2 separate regions of the Cyprinus carpio genome follow, and region 1 is linked to region 2. A link is a contact called in public Hi-C data. All regions are on one chromosome and are shown on one strand. Each heading gives the region's core, a stretch centred on a gene start, on an enhancer-like site or on the middle of the called end of the contact. The rest is flanking DNA. Distances are from core to core; before and after follow the strand shown.

Region 1 (4,230 bases), core at 54-2,553, 190 kb after region 2:
CGTGTTAGATTACATGTGGAAGCATCTGTTGTTTTGATTTCTTCTTCGCTTGTGTTTTAGAAATTCTGTACAGAAGGTGTGTAATAACAGTATAACAATGAAAACATGGATTCCCCGAGCACAAGTATAGCTCAAATATATTTAGATTTTTGCTAAATATAAGTCAAGTATACTTAAATGTCATTTTAAGTATGTTTCTGAGAAGTACATAAAAAGTAGACTGAAATACTTTCCTATTTTCAGTTTAAAAGTATACTTATAGCATGAATAACTTGAATAAACTTATTTTTCAAAAAGGGTAGGCCATGCAAGGACATTCACCTTTTTCTCCTTCAACCACTGTGAGCTCAGTTTTGCTGTGTGCTTTGGGCCATTGTTATGTTGGAAGGAAAACCTTCTTCCCATTGACAACTTTCTGGCAGAGGACAGCAGATTTTCCTCAAGAATTTGACAGTATTTTTCCCCATACATTTTTCCTTCTATCCTGAAGTGCTCCAGTCCCTGCTGCAGAGAAACCCCCCATAACAGGACATCACCACCTCCGTGCTTTACAGGAGGAATGCTGTTATTTAGATAGTTAGTTGTATTTGATTTCTGCCAGACATACCGTTTGGTGTTGTGGCCAAATAATTTTAGCCTCTTCTGCCTCAGAATCTTCAGGTGTGTTTTGGCAAAACTCAGTCGTGACTGCATGAGGCCTTTCTTGAGGAGTGTCTTTTTTTCTTGCAACCCTCCCATACAAGCCACATTTGTGGAGAATTTGTGATATTGTTGTCACATACACACAATGACCACTCTTTGTCATAAATTTGTCATAAATCGGCCTCTTGGTCACCTCTCTGATCAGTTTCCTCCTGTGTCTTTCATCCAGTTTGGAGTGACGTCCTGATCCAGGGAGAGTCTGTGTTGTATTTAACACCTTCCACTTCTTAATAATAGACTTCACTGTGCTTCTAGCCATTGATAAACCCTTAAATTTTTTATTTTTTTGGATCCATCTCTTGACTTGTGCCTGTCCTGAACTTTATCGGAGATCTTTTGACAGTGCCTTGCCACCTATAGTTGATTGTTTGCTTCAGTTGCACTGACAGTGACTTGAATGCTAAAGTTGATTTTTACTAATCAAAATGACCACAGCTTATCACAGTTGAAAGTCAATGGCTTTGTGTGCCATGGAGAAGGTAATTAGCTACACCTGACTGAGTATATAAGTAATTTCTAGGGGAGGTTGGGGGTTGGGGGTGGGGTGATCCTTTCTCTAACTCAGTGATTCTGTTTTATTTATTTTTATTTTTTTTGACATGTTGGTGTTACATCTTTCATTTGGATGTTATAAGTTGCTCTGAATATATACAGCTGGCAAAACAAAACAGTGTCCATCTTCATTTCAGGCTGCAAAGCAACAAAATGTTATTATTTTAAAGGGTGGTGATTCTTTTCTATACCCACTGTAACTCATTAGACATCCAATAAAGTTGTGAAAGACTATCAAAACTTTTATGAGATGAAAAATAAAACATGCACGTGTGCAACAACTCAATCAGCAGGTCTGGTTGTCATCTAATAGGCTTGTAGACTAATATTACCACCTCTGATTTGCCATTGCTGCACTGTTTATAAATTTCAACCGATGCAAAACAATTGCGTAATAATTTGATAATTTGCAACTTTGATGTCACTTTTTTTGTTATATTAATCGCAGCAGCCATAATCGTAACCTTAATGTTTTATTTTGATTGATTGCACAGTCAGTTTCATGGGTAAATGGCTGAGTAAATTATGAAAGAATTGTCATTTTTGGGTGAACTATCACCTTAACCACTCGTTCTGATTAGTTTTTCCCTCTGTTGCATCTTGCATATGGTATTTCTCCTCTGGATGTTGATTAATGTGCATGCAGGGCCAGTGAGGGAATGAGAGCTTCAGTGGAGGAAATCCTGCCACCATCTGAGTCCCAGTCACCCATGAGAAATGATTCCTGGCATGCTTACTGGGACCAGAGGCTGGAGATATACACTCGTACTGCAATTACGGGATATATGGAGCCTGACCTGCCAGACGGATGATAAAAATGGAGGGAAGGTATAAATCGATTAATGGGGAAAATGGCAGAATGTAAGGGGTGGGGGTTCTAGAGAGTTAAAGAAATTATGCATTTGCATACAGGTGTAAATGTGTATGTGTGTGTGATTGTTCGGAGCTTGTTTGTGGGTGTGTACCTACTTTACTATATTTTAGGGACAAATTTGTACCCAAAAGTGAGCTAATCCTCCAAAACCTGTGTGTCTATGTGGGTAAATGATGCATAACATGTCAATAGACTCTCTATTTACGATTCTTTTAAGCTTTTATGTATAACTGGACAACAATTTTAAAAAATAATAATTTTTGTCTTCACTAGCTTATTGTAAATCCTAAAGTCCAACAAATAAATCTTAAATAGGCAAGGCACATTCATTTATTATACTATAGCATAAAATGAACAATAAAAAAGTAAAAAATAGAAAATGTATTAAAAAAGTTATTTAAAATAACTAATAAGAATAATTATATGTCTCTCAGTTAATATTCTCATGAAATCGCATGCTTAATAATTATAAAATAAATGAAAAATGCTGTTTGAAATCATTCTAGATGACGTTTAGCATATCATACCACAGTGCAGATTTTGTGTGTTTAATAGTGTGTTGTGTGTGTGTGGTGTGTGTGTATCATACCACGGTGTGTGTGTGTGTGTGTGTGTGTGTGGGTGTGTGTGGGTGTGTGTGTGTGTGTGTGTGTGTGTGTGTGTGTGTGGTGTGGTTGTGTGTGTGTGTGTGTGTGTGTTTGTGTGTGTGTGTGTGTGTGTTTGTGTGTGTGTGTGTGTGTGTTTCTTTCCCAGTGTGGACTTAAACCTAAATACACATCAACTTATGTGGACTTATATCACTGTGGGGACCTAAATTGAGGTCCCCATGTGGAAACAAGCTTATAAATCATGCAGAATGAGTAAAAAAAAATGCCGAAGGTTTTCTATGAGGGGTAGGTTTAGGTGTAGGGTGACAGATTATACGGTTTGTACAGTATAAAAACAATAACGTCATTGGAGAGTCCCCTCAAGGATAGTTTTTGAGACTGTCTTTGGTATATTTCTGGTTTGAGGATTTAATGTTAAGATGTTGTGCTGTCTGATATTCTGCACATGGCTTGCCTTAACTAAATTAAAAACACCATATAGACATGTCAGTACAGGGGGTCTTTAACTCTAAATGTTAAACTTTGATTCCTAATTTGTGTTATGCTTATGAAAAATGTCATGTGGCCTGTTGCCCTTAGCAACACCCTACCAACCACTTAGAACTCTGTAGCAGCATAGCAACCCTGACCACCCACAACACATTGTGACACAGACAAGAACCACCCACTTTTACATTTTTTTTCCTCAGGAAATGTAAAAATAGTTTTCTTTGCAACTTCTTAGTGAAAACTCCCTGATCTTCTATTCTTCTTTCCTACAGTGCCTCGATCCTTCATCTTTCTCTCTTTCCCTCAGCACTGATGTGTCCACGGCCCACTCTTGAACCATATGGAGGAGTGTGTGTGAAGCGCTGCTGCCTGTGTGTGGTGTGTGTGTGTTGTATTGAGGATAACAGGCTGTGGGTCACTGTCAGAGAGGCAGCAGGTGTTACAAAGATTCTTCAGTCAGACGAATTCACTTTCTCATGCCTGTTTGCTCATTTGATCAACATTCTCTGGTCACTTTCTGATTCAAATTCTAAATATTAAAATCAGGTCTCAAGAAGTCATAGGTTGTAATGTGTTTGTATCAATTTTATGAAGTTCAACAAAAAAAAAAACAATTATATGCAAATTCTAAAAATGAAGGCCACTTATAATGTTAATCAATAATTCATAATTTAGTTTTACATCAGCATTTTGCCCTATTTCTCTGACCCTTACATTTAAATTTGCCTTTTTTGGGGAGCTGTTGTGCCTTTTAGACTTCTATGCAAATGGCCTTTTCACATGTGAAATGAGCAACTGCGCTCTGCTGTCGGATCCAATATAGTGTTTAACTGCTCCATCCTTCAATAACAAGCTCTTTGCAAAGCCTGAAATTACATTGTGACGCTCGAACTGTTGAGGTCACACACATGTGATTATTTCAGGGCTAAATTTAAAAGTACTCTTTTGTTTAAAAACATCAGGGGGGATTAGATAATGGCCCCTTTAACCCTACTGTATTATATT
Region 2 (4,302 bases), core at 621-3,120:
ATTAGTTTGCAGATTCCACTTGGTTTGAATTCTGATGACATTCAAGCATTTTAATCGTGACTAAAGAATCGAAATATGAGTCTCTTAGGTGCGCTGCGCAGTCAAGCAAACGATTTTCTTAAAAGCCTTTCTGAAGTCCCTGTTGAAAATCGTGTAAATGATGGGATTCACTGAGCTGTTGCAGTAACCTATCCAAAAGAAGAGCTTGAAAAGCGCCTCGGGCGGCTCGCAGCTCTGCCCGCAGATGGCCTTCAGACTGTAGGTGAAGAAAAATGGAAACCAGCAGAGGACAAACACCCCCATAACCACAGCCAGAACGAAGGTGAAGCGTTTCTCCCGCATCTGAGCCAGTTTGTTTCTACACCACACCTAGATCTTTTCTCTTCTCCTCCCCTAATTGAAACCCAGGAGATCCGGCAAGTCCCTTTCCGGTAACAACCGCGCGCCGTCCACCCGACTGCGCTTGGAGAAGCGCGAGCTCTTGGGTTTGTTGTCGGACGTCGCGCTCTCCTCCAGGTCGATATCATCTAGCTCCTCTCGTCTCTGGTTGCTTTCCGAGCTGTTGCTGCTCGGAGACTCTTTCTCAAACTTATCTTTCCTCACAAAGCACGTTTCGGACTGGGAGGGCTGCCTCTCCAACCCATTCTTGGCCACGAATACTGTGGACGAACGCTGTTTGGCGACGCGGTAGATTTTGCAGTACACTGTGATCATGATGAACCCCGGTGCGAAAAACGACACCAGGCACGAGGAGAGGATGTACCAGGTCTCGTTGTTTATTAAACACTCCTTCTCGTTGTGCTTGGTCATGATGAGAGGTGGGAACGAGATGATGGCTGAAATGACCCACACCACCGCGATCATGCTTTTGATGCGCTTCGGGGTTCTTTTCAAGTTGTAGCTCACCGCTTTGGTGACAGACCAGTACCTATCCAAACTGATGGCGCACAGATGCACGATGGACGAAGTGCAGAACAGAACATCCAAAGCCAAGTAAAACGCGCACCAGGTGCTGCCAAAGTACCATTGTCCCATGATCTCGTTGGCGAGGGAGAATGGAATGACTAGCGTGGCCACGAGGATGTCCGCGCACGCAAGCGACACGAGGAAGAGGTTCTGTGGCGCGCGGAGAGCGCGGCTGGTCAGAACCGCCACGATGACCAGAACGTTCCCAACAATGGTGACCAGAATGATGACGGAAACCACGAGGATGATGAACGCGGCTGCCGTCTCCGTGTACGGCCATGAGGTGATGGTGATGTTGGCATCCTCCTTCGTTGCATTGGACTGAGTTACATCCATTCTGAGTTCATCTTTCTGACAGCCAGGTTAGTTTTTCCAGACTTCACGCGTTAGGTTGTGTCACCCATGCACTGAAACACTTGAGCTGTCAGTGCGCTCTGGTGACGCGATCTTCTCATGCTTGCAACGTAACAGCTATTCATTGTGCACGCAGATATTCATAAAATCACAAACTGCTTCAATTCGAACAAATTGACGCGCGAAAAGAACTCCAAAATAGATGCGCTGCGCGCGTTCTGTCAAGCGCGCTCCGGAGAGGCGCACGCAGCTCTCCACATTAGCTCTCCACACCGGACTGAACGTGCAGATGTGTGAGCTCTAGCTGGGGATAATCACATGACGTCACGCTCTAGTCCAACCCATCGCTAAACACACACACACAGAGGATATATTGTGAATGTATATTTTGCACGAGAATTATAATCACAAAGAAAGAAATTGCAAAGCATATTCCAAAATGTAACATTAATTTTTACTAGACATTTAATCCTGCATAAATCCTTAACACATTAACAAAAAAGACGACATTTTATGCAGATTTAATAATAATAATAATAATAATAATAAAGTTGGTACATTGTTTCTGCAGGTATTATGAAAGTAAATGTAAGACTTTTTAAGACCAAGTTATTACATTTTAAGGTATAAATTCAAGGGAATGCAATTTGGACTCTAAATGCAAGTATCAAGGGAGCAAAAAATAAGTTGTATAAGTAACACTTCTGAGTTTTAAAATACAATCACTTTTCGATTCATAAAAAAATAAATGCCAAGGCTTGAATAGCTTTGCTTCCAACCACTAGAATATGGAAATACCTTTTACTGTACCTTCTGATCTCACCGCATAAAATAAATAAATAAATAAATAATTAAAAAAAATAGTGATGTTTGTTTTTGATAGTGAAGTGCGTTCATAATTTAAAATAAGAACAATCATCGGCCAGTGGTCGCAGAAAAATTGTAAGTATGTAACTGAAAACAAGTTTTCATTCACAAATGCCAAGTATTTGTTCTTGTTTTAAGAACAAATTGACTTCATTTTGTTCAGTTTCCAAAAAAAAAAAAAAAAAAGACTTAATTTCTTCATTTTGCATTTTAAAATAAATGTACCTTGATTTAAGGATGTTGAGATATTTGTGTTGGAAAAGATGACAAATATACTGAGGAAGATGTTCATTTTTGCAGTGCATGACACATTTAATGCCATGACTTTATGAACCTACAGACTTTCTGCTTTGATTTAAGACCAGTTTAAGGCCTTTATTCGTGGAATGGAAAATAAAATAAATAAATTCCAAGTAAAAGTAAAATAACGGAGCCCCTTGAGGTTATAATAATTATTATGGATTCTGGATTTACTTTTGGAAATCTGGATTGCTGATCAGAATCATTAAAGATTTAATACACAGAGGAAGAGAGAGAGGGATAAACATTCTATTTGTCAAAGCTTACTGAATTTGGACTTCTTGAAGTTTCTCAGCATCAGTTGTAACCTCATCCTCGGTGCTGTTGTCTTAGATTATCCCATGTGATTTTTATGTTTGTTTTGATTTCTGGGTCATTCTATGTGTAAAAATAACTTGAACAATAAATAGCTGATGCAGCTTTTAATGTTAATGTGTCAGTATAGACAGCACAACAAAAATCCAGTGACTATTTTAGATTTTTTTAATATATATATAATGTATAAAGATATATTCGTTTAGCTTAAGATGTCACAATGCAATGTATTAACACAAAAGGCAATATTTATCTGATTGAATGTTTAAAATACAGAAAAGTATTTTCAAAAACACCAAAACAAAAATTAAAATATGCTGAAAAAACAAAAAACACTGACTGGCCTTCAAAATCAGGCCACGGTTCTGCTGAGCTTAGACATTTTATGACCTGAATATAAAATAAAATTGCCCTGGTTATGACTACAACAGACAGTCTCTGATTAAAACTGAGTATTCAAACAATACATGAGTGTTTTCAATGTATCTTTCAATGTTATTCTATCAAATTATGATGTCAATCTGTGCTTTATTTTATTTTCACAATGCTTATATAAATGTGATAACTCAGTTTTATACTGTTTTTGTTTTTTCATCTGAATATCAGTGCTGTCCTTGACATTATGTATAAATCATTCTTTTCAGACATACTCAGAAATAACAAAATCCATGGCATAAACAGACAGAAATAGTCTCACAAAACCAGTCAAGACTTTTACAAGTCACATTTCACATAATCAAAAGATAGCAAAAATAAATTATATTTTGCCTCAAGTTAATAAAGCCAATTTTTAACCATAACAATGTTTTACGCTGACATGTTTTCCATAGTTAAGTATATTTTTTATGTGCAATACAGTAACAACATATTTGATTGATTGATTGATTATCCAGATCATCATTTCAGACTAGTCTAGCTCTGACGTCTCATTATACCCAGATATGATATTTCTGTGCCTTGTCTTTCATTTTAATATTTTCTGCCTACTTTCCAGTGAAAAAATCAAATTATGAAGAAATCTAATTATGCAGTGCACCAGGCAAGCCAATTAGTGTGTGTGGTCGGAAGACTCAAATGAACCAGCAGTTGAGTGTCACGACTGAAATTAAGTGGCACCGTTCTCTTCAAATCTTCTCAAAGCTTTCATAGCTGCCAAAGAGTCTTCTAGATCTTTAAGCATTCCTCTGATTCCCCTGCGGTGTCTAGACAGCGACTTATAGCCCTTAGATGTAAAAGAAATACCTGCTGCACATCCTCCTGGAACAAATGTGCTTTGGAGGGCTTTATGGTGTGGGTGTTGTGAGGCCAGACCACGCCACAGAGGTGGATCTGTTTATGACAGGGAAGAACTGCCAACGCTGTCATTATTTGGCAGGGTTCAGCCGAAGAGTAGGAACTGACTGCTGGGCGCGTGTGTGGTCTGACCAATTTCCAGTGTTGAGAGAGAGATGTGCTTCGTTCCTTTCCATTCAGCCAGGCCTAAACACGCAGGATTGGTTT

Evidence for each region. A called contact is a pair of places that touch in the nucleus more often than the background predicts.
Region 1: a contact with region 2 is called in a Hi-C map of liver, with 8 times the contacts expected there. The contact joins the promoter of LOC109088962 here to the promoter of LOC109088966 in region 2. A contact is called at or near these places in 5 of 8 Hi-C or Micro-C datasets (liver, red blood cells and skeletal muscle).

The regions. Positions count from the first base shown.
Region 1 is chrA14:11,162,397-11,166,626 of ASM1834038v1, forward strand. It overlaps LOC109088962 (E3 ubiquitin-protein ligase TRIM35-like), which reads left to right and starts at 1,304. Exons shown (of 7, transcript XM_042770651.1): 1 at 1,304-2,082. The region is part of intron 1 of LOC122133921 (SH2 domain-containing protein 4A-like); the gene reads right to left.
Region 2 is chrA14:10,970,904-10,975,205 of ASM1834038v1, forward strand. It overlaps LOC109088966 (alpha-2 adrenergic receptor), which reads right to left and starts at 1,871. Exons shown (of 1, transcript XM_019103100.2): 1 at 1-1,871. The coding sequence starts at 1,302. The coding sequence ends at 85.